3 separate regions of the Drosophila melanogaster genome follow, and all the other regions are linked to region 1. Evidence: chromatin contacts called from public Hi-C data. All regions are on one chromosome and are shown on one strand. The core of a region is the stretch at or near the end of the contact, and the rest is flanking DNA. Distances in the headings are between cores, read along the strand shown.

What was found. Hi-C and Micro-C count contacts between places; a contact is called where the count stands out from the background.
Region 2: a Hi-C map of the Kc167 cell line shows a contact between it and region 1, with 2.5 times the contacts expected there. A contact is called at or near these places in 1 of 107 Hi-C or Micro-C datasets (the Kc167 cell line) and 1 of 7 datasets of targeted methods (the Kc167 cell line).
Region 3: a contact with region 1 is called in a Hi-C map of the Kc167 cell line, with 3 times the contacts expected there. A contact is called at or near these places in 1 of 107 Hi-C or Micro-C datasets (the Kc167 cell line) and 1 of 7 datasets of targeted methods (the Kc167 cell line).

The regions. Positions count from the first base shown.
Region 1 is chr3L:4,120,446-4,124,876 of dm6, forward strand. It overlaps Chd64 (Chd64,), which reads right to left and starts at 1,943. Exons shown (of 3, transcript NM_139603.3): 1 at 1,711-1,943. The coding sequence starts at 1,764. It overlaps ens (ensconsin), which reads right to left. Exons shown (of 13, transcript NM_001300004.1): 13 at 2,462-4,407. The coding sequence ends at 4,391.
Region 2 is chr3L:5,656,064-5,660,494 of dm6, forward strand. sif (still life) reads left to right here and starts at 1,850. Exons shown (of 35, transcript NM_001104049.4): 1 at 1,850-2,227; 2 at 3,366-3,618. It overlaps lin-28, which reads left to right. Exons shown (of 5, transcript NM_139726.2): 2 at 256-392; 3 at 542-690; 4 at 760-910; 5 at 973-1,321. The coding sequence ends at 1,056. Sse (Separase) reads right to left here. Exons shown (of 7, transcript NM_079211.3): 6 at 4,051-4,376; 7 at 3,637-3,994. The coding sequence ends at 3,816.
Region 3 is chr3L:5,533,806-5,538,236 of dm6, forward strand. It overlaps CG13285, which reads right to left and starts at 1,954. Exons shown (of 4, transcript NM_001259709.1): 1 at 1,808-1,954; 2 at 1,632-1,737; 3 at 1,178-1,465; 4 at 163-602. The coding sequence starts at 1,852. The coding sequence ends at 577.

The sequences.
Region 1 (4,431 bases), core at 693-3,192:
AGTGTAGAGAACCCATGAGACAAACAAAAATATTGCTTTCATACCTTTTTGCCTCACTTTTGTTTTGCTGTTTGCTTACGCCACATACTCAGTTTTAAGTGCTCATGTGGTGGAAAAGGTGCTGCTATCGCCTCTACCTCCTGTCACCCCCAAAAACTCAAAACCCGAACCCGAATCCCCCTCAGAAGATATGAGTGACTCCCAGCGAGCGGCAAAAGTGCTCAAACTAACAACGCCTTCGAGTTGAATGGATCGCGAAGGGATCGAGGAGCACCAGTGGAGGGACAGCTGAAGGAATGACATCATCGCCTTCGGCTCCTGGGGAGCCATTCGATCGCGGCTTGGAGTCGCGCCAGCAGCTGCGCCTCCAGGCACTCGCCTCTATTTCTCTTATTTTTCTATACCCTATGCCAAGGTTCTTCCTATTCCAAGTACCAAAATGTTTTAGCTTAACATGATATGGCATAAATAAACACTACAGAGTTCTCATAATATTTTTCATAACCATAGTGCCTGATATATCACCATAAACCACGTTAAAACATACTTCATACTGTGTTTTAAAACATACTGTGTTTTAAAAATGCGCTAGTACAGATAATACCGATAAACAAGGCCTTTTGCCAAATGGCTGACTCAAGAGAATGAAATCCGGGTGGAAATACTTTTAGATAAGCAAAGCTAAAGCAAAACAAAATATTTCAGTTTGTCAACAACTTGGTAAAGTGCTCCTCAAGGGTATACAAAACTTCGGATATGAAAAATCTCGATTATTTGTTTCGTTTTTTGTTTGGGCAATGCTGTAACTGTAGTTGTCTTGTTGTGGATTTCGTCGGACTGCACTTAATCCCCTGTGCCGGCGACATATACAATTTCACTTGGGGCTGCCCAGGGGCGGTTGGAATTGCGTAACCCCGACTTGACGAGGGCCAAATGGCCGAAGGGTACGGGTAACCCATCCCCAACCCCATCCCACCCACAAAAGCCCGATGCATTTGTATGAGTGCATTTGAGGCAAAGTGCTGCTAATGGACGGAACTAATGTCAATTTACATTGCGGAAGCTACCATGCTGCAATAGTTGGGTTGAGATCATCCAAAGGGTCTTCCTTCTACAGTGGATACTCCACAAGTAGCACCTATGTATTCAGACTTGCTTTTATTGCAGCACAATTAATTAGGATTATATTAGCTCATCTTTATAATGTATACTGTTCGAACTTGGGATATTATTCATATCGAAATTTCCAGAGCTTTACTAACTACTACTAATTGTTTGATTTATGGATAACCAACTGTTTTCTCGATCTTCGATTTGAATCACCCGCACTGACAATGCCTCAAAATCACCTAAATCATCTTCAAGCTTTCGAATTACGCATGCATTACACATGTGTGTACATGCATGTATATATTCCTATATACATATGTATGTACATAAATACTTGTTCGACTTATCAGCGAAATGAGGTCATTCCTTGTTAGACGCTGGCAATTTCAAGACCATTTTTGGCTAATTTTTGGCATTTGGCGCGCGAAGATAAAATCTTGACAACGCAGCGCCAAATAAAGTCAATGCAGCTCTAAACTCACGCACACACCCGTGCAAAAGTTGATTTTTTTTTGGGCAATTTGTTTATTGTGTTGTTTTGTTTGGCGCTCTTCGGTTTTTGGGTGGGGGGTGCGGTTGTTGTTGCTATTTGGTACTTACTTTGCGCTGGGCCTCGGCGGCAAAACCAGACTTCGCTGCACGGTTGGACGCCATAGTTATTTGATGAAGAAACGGGTTTGCAGGGAGCTAAAATGTAGGTTGGTCTTGGGCTGAACTGCACCACTGTCCACTGGAATGTGTTTGCCGCGGAATAAATCGGAGGGAGCGCAAGGGTTAAGGCCAAGTTGGTTGGGCTACGTCCGTTCGCAACGAAAACTTACTACGTTATGAAAGGCGGTCCGAGCTGCGAAACAGAGGAAAGCTCGCCAACAGTTTAGTGTTGTAAAGCACACTCAGTCTTGTACCTAGTAGGTTGGGTACAACATAAAAGCTCCAAGCTGCGCTTATCAGCGGCAGCTGATTTGTTATGATGGCATTGATGATGTCATACCGCTTTGTTAACGGCAGTTGTTTTTCAAATAATAAAACATGGAACTATCGAGCACTGGAAACAATTTTACACTATATAAGTATAAATTTAAAATTTCTGGTTCATTTGCCTTCTAAACCAGTAACTTTTGTTTTCAATAGGTTTTGAAAAGATAATGAATCTGAATCAGTATGATTTCCATGATCCACCTGTTGCTTTACTTTTAATAGAAGTCAACCACTATTAGTGCTACTTTTTGCGGTTGTGTACAAACTATCCGATAAGATTCGCCAGAGTAAAGTTCCATTGAAAACTTCCTATGTTCCCCCTTATCGAGAGGTTCTTGCAGCAGCATTCCATTCAGATGACCATGACATTTTTGGGGGACTTTCTGGAAACCAAGAAGTAGCGAATCGCATTTGGATGATTGCCTTGAGAATTAGTTACAGTTTATTCACATAAATATATATTTTGTTTAATCGTATAAATTATGCAATTGTGGATTTACGATAAGAAGCGAATTTCTTTAGTGTTTCAGTGTGGTTCTAAATAAATAGGGGAATTGCTTGTATAATTTGTTGTTCTATTTGTCGTGTTTGTTTTTTTTTTTTTATGTGTGGGTTGTGATATATTTAATATTAGAAATACATAATTCAGCTTGATCTTCAAAGGTTTGTTATGTTGGTAGCATACACATTTAACTTATGTGGGCTTGTCTTTTGTTTTGATTATATCGCCATTTGGTTTATAACATAGGAAAGCAGTAATTAACTAGAAGTTAGGGCTTATTAGTTGCATACACATATTGCCATTATAATATATTATTCTATTAACGGTTTTCGCATGCGAATAATATGCCTGCTATATCTGTTTTTATAACCGATCTGCATACATCGATCATGCATCCTACTAATTGTTAAGGCCCTTTCGCTCAGATACAAGTGGGTAGTGTGTGATTTTCGTATTATATATAAATCGATTCATTTTTTACAATCTGTTATGCATGCTTCGAGGGGGACGACTCTTTAAAAAATAATCATCATAATTTATTTTTGCACATGGATAAATACAAATTACAAATATAAATGTGTATATGTATATATAAAAAATCATTTACCAAAAAATATATACGTAGACGCAAAAGAGACGCAATAATATACAGAGAACATTCCTATAATAAAGGGTGACATAAGCATAATCAGATTTGGGACTCCTACTACAAATAGTACAACATGGTAGAACTACCAGTTCCACTAGACCTAGGCATGTGTATATCAAGCACTGACATCTGTGATTACAGTGGGTGTATATATCCGCGTGTAATTGTTTTATTGTTTACAGGCTACCTATGTATCTGCTCGACTAGCTGCGAACAGTATCAGCAAATAATTTCAATTGAATTTCCTTATTTCCTCCTCTTTCCTATGTTTTTTTTTTTTCGTTTGTTTCGTTTTGTTTAAATAAATAATACCTCACGATTCGTTGGCTCAACGTATTAAACTTAACTTACAGAACAACTGTGCAAAGTTGGGCAAAAAATAAAGAGGGGGTTCGAATATGCCCTCCTAGCAGTGAGGCGCTGTAAATGTGGATGGGTTAATGGTATGTGGATACCGCGTCTTCGTATTCTTTTATTGCTTGCTCGGGACCCGTCCACACACAATTCGATCTGGGTGCCCCGTAGAATCTCGCGTTGTTGTTTATACTAGGGGTTTGTTGTCTACTAATTTTATATAATTTTCAATTATATACGCTGCTTCGGCGTCGGCCCAGGCGATTATCCTGCTCTCTGGCTCAAGTTATACTCAATGTAAGCATGCACTTTCAACTTTTGAAGCGAGTTTGTAATTATATTAGATCGAAACGCAACGATTCGAATCGAAAATTGCATCAAATGTTCTTTTTTTTAGCTTAGTTGTAGTACTTCACAAACAGATTTCTTTGATATTAAATTGCTTCGCAAACGATCCCCGATCTCTGAGGAGGATGTCCCCACCATATCTCACGCTTTCTCTTTTAGGGTTTGTCTTAGTTCTTAACTAATTTTTATCTGCAGCTGCTCGGGATCGGTCTTATCGTTACTCCCGCTCTGATTCTGATTCAGATCTATCTATATAATGTGTACGTTTAAATATATAGGTTTTTTTAAGCTTTTACGTTTTCCTGTTTTTAGTAACCATAATTTGTCGCACTGTCCACTCGCATTCCTATATAGATCTCATCCTATAAATAAATACTCCGACTCCACACACATTTAGCTATATCAAGATTTAGGTTTAGAAAACAATCAGTTTGGTTTCCTCATCCAATTCACAGCAGCGATATATCTGTCGTTGGTAGAAACAGGATTA
Region 2 (4,431 bases), core at 600-3,099, 1.5 Mb after region 1:
TTTCTTATAATAACAACGAAACCTGTTTTCTGCCCTCAATGGGCGTTGAGTTGGGATGGGGACGTGGAGGGCTAGAGAAGAACCTAACCCAAGTTGAACTTGCCTCGCGGCAAATGGGGCAAGGACACGATGAATGTTGTTCAGCTGCCTATTTGCCGCTTGGTCATTTGAATAACAAAACCTTGAACAGAGGGATTCCCAGACAGGATATCGAATTGGGCACCGAACTCAAGTTTCATTTTCTATTCCCTCCAGCGAATCCGGCAAATCTTGCGAGTCCCACCGAGGAATGCGGTTGTGTGCGACTGGGCAAATGCAAATGGTTCAACGTGGCCAAGGGATGGGGCTTCCTTACACCCAACGACGGCGGCCAGGAGGTGTTCGTCCATCAGGTGGGTACTCTCTTTCTTGGATGAAACTGAGGTCTTTCCTTAATGCAAGGCCTTATGTACTATCCGATAGAATATGGAAAATCGGTATAATAATTTAATATTTAATGCATTAATTCAATATAATTCTCATTATAAACGTATGCATATAGAGCGTCATCCAGATGTCAGGTTTCCGATCACTGGGCGAGCAGGAGGAGGTGGAATTCGAGTGCCAGCGCACGTCGCGCGGATTGGAGGCCACCAGGGTGTCCAGCAGGCATGGCGGTAGCTGCCAAGGCAGCACCTACAGGCCGCGAATGTGAGCTCATACCCAATCGTTTAACTAATTTTCCCCATTTTCACCACCTACCCACCAACCACCCAACAGAAATCGCCGGACTCGCCGCATGCGCTGCTACAACTGCGGCGAATTCGCCAATCACATTGCCTCCGAATGCGCTTTGGGTCCTCAGCCGAAGCGCTGTCATCGCTGCCGTGGAGAAGACCATCTCCATGCCGACTGCCCGCACAAGAATGTGGTAAGTGCTCCTCTACGATTCCACAGCCCCATTTCGAGGACTAAGCCCACATCGTTTCGCAGACCCAAAGCCACAGTAATAGCAAAAGCATAAGCAACAATAGCAGCAGCAGTGCAGCCCAAGAGAAGAGCGAGGAGGCCACCTAGGAAGTCCTTGGATCTTGGACTGGTAGTTGGAAGTTAGAAACTTCCTTGACAAGTACAAAATGGAAATCTAAGAAAAAACACGCATCAAATCAAAGAAACCCACGTACAACAAAACTAGCTACTACACTTAGATATTAGCGGGAAGAGACGCGCCCCGAAAACCATCCTATCCTAAGTTTATTTTCTATTTTAACATTATTTTCTAGGAACCATAGTTGCTAAGGTTTTTCACTAGATCCCAAGTAAACGAATTAAGCTAGAGAGCATCCCTTGGTCTGTTTTTTGAAATCGGAGCTTTTGCACCCTGGGGCCGAACTAAAAGCTCTGTGCTGATAAGAAAGTCCTGGTCGCGAGTCACGTGGCCACTGACAACAATGGAGCTTTCCTTGGGGCAACAACAAACAGCTACAAATGGAATCACCATGAAAACGCAGAATCACTGTGTAAGCTTGGAAACCTGAAACCCGCCGCTCCCGGCGCTAAAGTCAGCACCCACCACCCCCTGAAAGTGAAACATAGTGAGCAGCAGCAACAACAAACGGATTGGGCGAGGACATGGCCAGGAGGAGCAGGGAAAGGGAAAGTCCTGCCTTTTTTTGGTCGCTCTCTTTTTCTCTCTCTCTTTTTCTCCAGCTGCCTCTCTGCCTCTTGGCTCTTGGCCCTTTTGGCTGTTTTTGTTGTGGTTTAGTTTGCAACATTTTGTTCGGGCTCGCTCTCTCGCGATTTTTGTCCTTCGCCAAGGAAGCAGGAGCAGGATACCCAAAAGGATGCAACTAAGGCCAGCGTCGAGCTCAGTCTCAGTTGATCTCTGCCAGAGAATTGTTGTGTGCAACGCGGCGGAATTTACATTTACACCATATTAACACAGAAAAATATGAAGACCCAAAAATAAAGGACCCTCAAGTCCAATTATCAAACTTAACCAAAAACAATAACTTAGACAACTAAAAGAATTTCAACAAAGTTAACAAAGCGTTTCAGCAACAAATTTTCAAAAACCCACAAACCCCAAAACCAAAAAAAAAACCATTAAAAAAATTAAAATTACACAAAGTAAACGGAAAAAGTTTGTACAATTTTTTTTTTTTGGCATAAAATGAAAACAGTTTTTCAACGCATAAGTTATACAAATATGGAAAGGAAAAATGCTGGCGAAAACTAAGAGTTCAAGGTTAAAAGAAAATGAGAAAATTACCTTTTTAACTGGGCAAACAATAATAAAGCATCAGCATCCACTGATAGAAAACAATAACAATAACAATAGCAACGTCAACGTCATCGCATATTCATTTGGGCCAAACCACAACCACTCGTACCCACACACAAGCACACACAAGAGCACAACAACACCAACACACCCAGAGGCACACAAACACACACACACACACACACTGGGAATTTACAACCAGATTTACATGGGGAGCGCCTGTTATGTAATATCCTCCTTCTGACGCTGTCTCCTGTCATGTTCCAAGTCCTTGTTCCTTGTTCCCTGTCCCCATTTCTCGATTTCGCGATTCTCGCGTACGTGTGAGTGTGTGTCTGTTTGCGTGTGTGTGTGTTTTGGGGGTGTGGCATGGCATGCACCTCGGATTTGCTGCCCCTACGGGTGCTAATTTGATTTAACTCGCTGCATGGGCACGGCATTGAGACACCACGACGAAGGACGAAGGACACTGGCCGCCCATCCCAGCTATTGGTAAATCATAAAAATAGGGACGCGCCAAGGTGTGTCTGCCTTTTTTTATGGCATGCAAATCGAGGCCGTAACACAAAAAAAGAAAAACACACGCATATTACGCATACGCCGCGCGCTCGGCGATTAGATGGCTGGGAAGAAAAGAAGTTATTGGGTTGGGCCTAATTAACGAATGTGTGTCATAATGCGACAGGCGTTAGTAGGTCAAGTAGATGCGATGCTGGGCGATTGGAGGTCGCCGCAGGTTCGGTGGGGGAAAAGCTCTGGCCAAAAGGGCAACCCGAGGACGAGGATGGGAACGAGGTGAGATGAGTCGCGTTTTTGGAGAGCAAACTGGGCGACAAGCCCGAGTACGAGTGCGAGTAAATAAATATATGGGCGTTTCTGGGCATTCAGGCATTATTGCACATTCGCCCCGTGGACGAGGGTTTAGCCTAATCCCCACTCGCATTTCAATTATATTGCATTTTTATAAATTCTCAATGTTTCCTTCACTCAATATCTTTCTCTCTGACTGTCGTTTGCACCACACTTTCACTTTTTTACTTTACCTCACCCACATTGCGATTTGTACTCGAATTAATGTTTTTCACTCCCTACTCTTGCACAGGCAAATGTAAGAATGAATCTGTACTCTGTATCTGGCATGATTCCAACTAAGGAAAACGAAAACTCTAACCTAAATCAATTAATCTAAATAGTTCTCAAACGGTTTAAAGTTCCAACAACACAATGTACAAAGTCTAAACATGTTTAAAACTTCTACTTAAAACTAAAAACTTAACCGAAATCAAGGACACTTCAGTTAAAGTGCTAAATCCATAAGGAAACATCACTCAATCTTCCAAATAAACTAAGAAAAGGTAAGTGCCTTGGAATTTCTTCCTAATATATAAATGTTTAGTTTATTTTTACTATTCTGAGTGTTACATTTAGCGTTTAATGCAAACTTTGAGCACCACTTTCCACTTGAATGAAGTAGTTCAATTAAATTAAATTATTGTACACAGTTCCATACGCAAAACTTTGCTTAGGGAGATCGACTCCACGACGAAATGAGCTATAAAGGCAGCTTTTCCACGGCCAAATTCCATGCGGGAAGTCCGCGGCACACGTAAATGCAGCAGTTGTAGATATTCGGCTCCACTTTTCCTTGCTGTACGAGAGATAGGATAGAGCACAGGCTGCCCAGATGGTAGTTGGGTTGATCGTTCATGGTGGGCGTGGTTTCATCTTTTCCTAAATTTAAAAGAATTCCTTAAATATGTAACTTAATAATATAAATAAGACATTACCTTTTATAATGCCATTTTTGAGCCAAGGCACCCGATCAATATGTGTCCACGGAATCACTTTGTTATCCCCCGGGGCCAACCAACGACTCAATATTGTCACCGAAACAGTATCCATATTACCATCCAAGGCGGGCATGAGAGTACCAACTATCGAAGGACACAGAGCTCCATGGTAATAATCATGGGCTCCATACAATGCGCTGTACAGGCCCGTGCCCAACATGCGTGTAGAATCGCAGCCGAATAGAAAAACAACGCTGCGTACCCGAGCCCGGCAAATTATGCGACCATTGACGTACTGCAGCCCAGAACCGTGACCTGCGTATCTAAAATTTAAGGCAAAAGTATTAGAATGCCATTGTTCGCTTGCAATCATATCTT
Region 3 (4,431 bases), core at 704-3,203, 1.4 Mb after region 1:
GACTTAGTAAATTGATTATCAAATTTTCGCGCCTTTGAACTAATGAACTAAATAGCCAAATTTCCCCAGTGTGGAAATTTCCCAGCCAAATTATATTTCAACTTTACTTCTTCGTCAGCTTCATTCGGGCTAATTAATTTTCTTACGGTCCGACATAAATTTGTTGGAAAATATTGCTTTATTTAACAGGGGAAATCTATTAGCTTATCACAAATTGCTCTCAGCACATGCTCAACTGGCAAAGGGACTCGAGCACTTTTCCCGGGAAAATTCAAGTGAAAACTTTGCTCCGCTGCATTTACGAGCTTCCAGATGCCGAAGGGGAAAACATAAACATGACTTTACGTAAAAATTTAAGACTTAGTACACAAGATGCTGCACAGACTTTGTCTCACCGCAGAAACTTGAAGATATTTTCGGTGCGACGATGCAGTTAAAGTTTGCCGGCTCAGGGGTTATTTCGACTTCCGAGATGTGTTGCCTAATAAATTGCTTATATAAGTTTAACGATCTTTTTGTGTGTTGATTTTGATGCGTGCCGGAGTGTAACATTCGGTTAAGTTCTTGGCGGCGGCTTTAGCCAAAAGTGCTGCGCACATAGCCTGAAAAATGAAAAGAGCGGTTTGAATGAAGTCGAAAAGTCGGCAACGCGATGCAGCCAAACAAGTAATATACATAGTCAACTTTCAGGTTGAAGCTGCAAAAGTGCAATTCATTTCAATTTAGGCTAGGAATTTAGATAGTAACACACACATTTTTACCAGCACTGGAGAGCATGAATATGAACGAATGACAAATGGGCAGATTTGAGTGTGCAATTGGGCGTGTCCGCTGGTAATTTGAATGTCTCATGGAAATGTAACCTAGAAGCAATTAATTACGCGCCAAGCTAAAGCGACAGCTTACACATTAAATTAGTAGCACTTGACATATGGTTAAGTATTTTATTATTAGTCAAGAGGGAAGAGGCCAAAAGCGGTAACAAAAATGCCATAACAACAGACACAAAAAGCACATCATTAGTTATAGCCACGATAGGAACTCGAACCATAGGAACGATCTCTCGAGATGGGCAGGCCCAAACGATCTGTATCATCGTAGTAGCCATATCCACGATTCCGCTGACCCTGATAATCCCGCTGCCAATAGCCTGAGTATTGCCTAAAACCTCCATTACCTCCGTAGCCACCATATCCGCCGTATCCGCCTCCTTGGCTACCCAGAATGTTCGTGGTCGGATAACTGCTAGTGGAATAATAGTTATAGCCTTGAGTTGGGTAGTAGCCGGAGGAACCGTAGCTCCCCTGGTTTGGGTAGTAGGTGGTAGATCCATATCCCGAGCCGGGATAGTATCCCGATGAGCCGTAGTAGTTCGTATTGTAGCCGGGATAGTAGGGGTTGCTCGGACGATTATAGTTGTAGCCATAGTTCGGATACCCAGAGCCAGTTCCAAAGAGATTTAACACTACAAGATCGTAGGTAAAGAAGAACAAAGAATTTTTAATTACCTAGTACCTTTATGGGTATAAAAACAATGACGCAATCATATTACTATTTGAAAGAATAAGTAAGGTTTTTGAGATAAAAGATGAGTTAGCCTGTTAGTTGTAACTTCAATATGGAGTACTCACACTTGGCCGAAGTCTCGGCGGTTGCCAAATCACTTGTCGTCGTCCTGGTCGCAGTTGCCACCTGATTTTCTGGGAGGGCGGCACTCCAGGCTCCAGTCACGGCCAACTAAAATGTTATTTAAGCGGCTTTTGTTTTAGGATGTTTACACAAATTGAATATTCCTGCTAGCACTCACCATTAGGGTAAATAGCTTGATGAACATGACACTGGATTTAACCATATTAAAAACAAAACAATCTGAATACGGCGGAACGGTAGACTTCCCGGCAAGAGAGCTTTGGAAACCAAGACAACTGCTTGGCTCGGTTGCTGGACGTTAAATAATTCTGTTTCTCAGACAAGGGGCCAATTTATATTTTTCATTTTCCGGCTGAGTTGCTACGCTCAAGTTGAAGTCGCTGTCGACGTCGTTGAGACAAACAATCCGCAACAGAAACAAAACAAAACAAAGCCCCCAACTCCCGCACTTGTCGCACTTTTGTATCTCACTTGAGGTGAAGCTCGGGCTTATTACTCATACGACACGTTGGTGCGGCCAAAGCGAAACTCCAGCGTAACTTCCCACCTCAGCGGGTGGGAATCCAGCCCTAAAGAGTTCTAACCACTCTGATCAGTCGCAATGAGACCTTTTCTGCCAGCGATTATCTATGATTATTGAATAATACGCGTAATATTCTCAATTACACGAGGCAGGTGACAAAATAAATGCCCATCTTGCCAGTGCGTGAGCCGGGTTTAATTTTACCCACCTATTTGCCTTTGCAAAACTTTAACAAACACAAATAGCCAAAGCAAAACCAAAAACAAAACCGAAACAAAAACAGTGAAAAGCCCCGCCCCGGTAAACCATTGAATATTTACCCTCAGTTCACAGATCGCATTTCTTTCAAGTTTCCCGCCATCTGGCAATGAATGAGAATGCTGAAAACGCTGCTGGCCAGGTCGTGTTGGCTTAGTATATCTTTAATTCCAATTATCCACAGAGAGTTTGCTATCTAAATATTTAGCTTATTTGACATTTTGTTGGTTTTTGTTAACTTTTTTGTGGTGCTAACCTCTTGCATAATCGCCGGTTATCGTGGTGGAGCAAATAGGCCGCCAAATATTTTGTAATTCTTAAAGGCCCTGTGAAGTAGTAAGCCCATTCATAAAACTCTAGTTCCGACTCGCACTAGAAAGCATGAAAATTATCTCAAAAGTGTATTTGTGTTTACCCGAAAATCGACCTCCAGCCGAACGCAAAAACCAACTTAAAGAGTTCACAGCTAATGTCAAAGATACGATGTGTGAAAAGTATCGCGTATTTTGCGACATGCGGGTATTGCAACTCTTTAGTTAAATACCCAACATAGTCGTAAAATTTATCCCACAACTGGGTTACTCATGGATCCAAGGTAAAATTGTTACAAGCACAAGAGATACGAGCTCGTAAAGACTCATCTTATCAAGAATTTAATAATAAGATGCCAACGAGACTTCCATCTTCTATAAAAATAACATTTCCAGTTAATAATTTAATAAATGCTAATGAAATATCTAAGGCCTGTTTTCTTTAAGCTGTGGGCAAAATTATGCCGAGCCTCCAAAGCTTAAAGGCATTTCACTGCCATGAACTCCATTTTATACTTATCAAAACAACAAAGGGAAAAAACATCAGAATAAAAAAAATAAACAGAAGCTATCCATTTCACTCTGGCTTCATGGCCTCTCTTTGTTTGTCTATTGATTTCAGGTCCTTTTCCAAGGACCTTACCTGGTCGGATTGCTCATGCAAAGGAGCCTTACACATATTTGCAAATGGGAAATTTTCTTGCCAAATGACGACAGCCATTTTACACACCAGGCAATTCTAATTAGCATAACTCGACTTCAGTTAACCGTGCAAAATTTAAATCAACAGTTAAATTCATATTCCTAGTTTGATCGTATGTTGTTTCAAATTTATATGTTTCTTTTTAAATTATTTATTAAACATATCTTATATACACTTACTACCCCTTAACTGGGATAATAGGGAAAAATAGGGAACGTGTGAGCCTAACACCAGTCTTTTCTAACATCATTTACACTTATTTTATATAAAGATTTAATTTCCAAATTGGATTCCTGCTTTACTGCTTGCTGTGAGGGGTGCGGTTCAATAAATTTAAATTAGGCTGCGATCTAAGAGATTGCGTAGAGATACAAAATCTTTAAGAGAAAAAAATTGTTGCTAGATGAAGAGGTGCCTTTCATGCTTTTCACAAATGCCAGCATACTTTTAGGCTTAAACATCTTCAGGTACCGTAGAAACACGAACTCATAGTAATGGCGAAACTTTAATTGTACAGTAACCATAACAGTTTTTTTTTTTTTTTTAGATTTGATTACGATGATGTTTTTATTATTTGATCAACGCACTGTTACCCATGCGGCAACTTAATTTGATCTGCTTAAATTATTTTATTTTACAATGTGTCTTGGTTACTTAAGACTAACAGATTTTTAATCCTAAAAATGATAGGGAGAATTATAATAGTTGATATAACATAGTAATTATTATTTATTTGATTATTCTAATGAATTTTAAAACTAAGACTTTCTAGGTCAAAACCAGGTTAGGGAGGTCATGAGGGTGGTGTACCATAACAGTAAAAACATTAAAAGAAAACGCCCTTAAGGTATGTTACACATTTTCCAACTGCGCCTCAAGTATTCCGTAGTCGACTATAATGATACTCGTACATATATGTTCCTGAATCGACCTGAGGCTAATAGTTACAAATTTGTGTTGAAACCAAACTTTAAAGTTTAAAACAA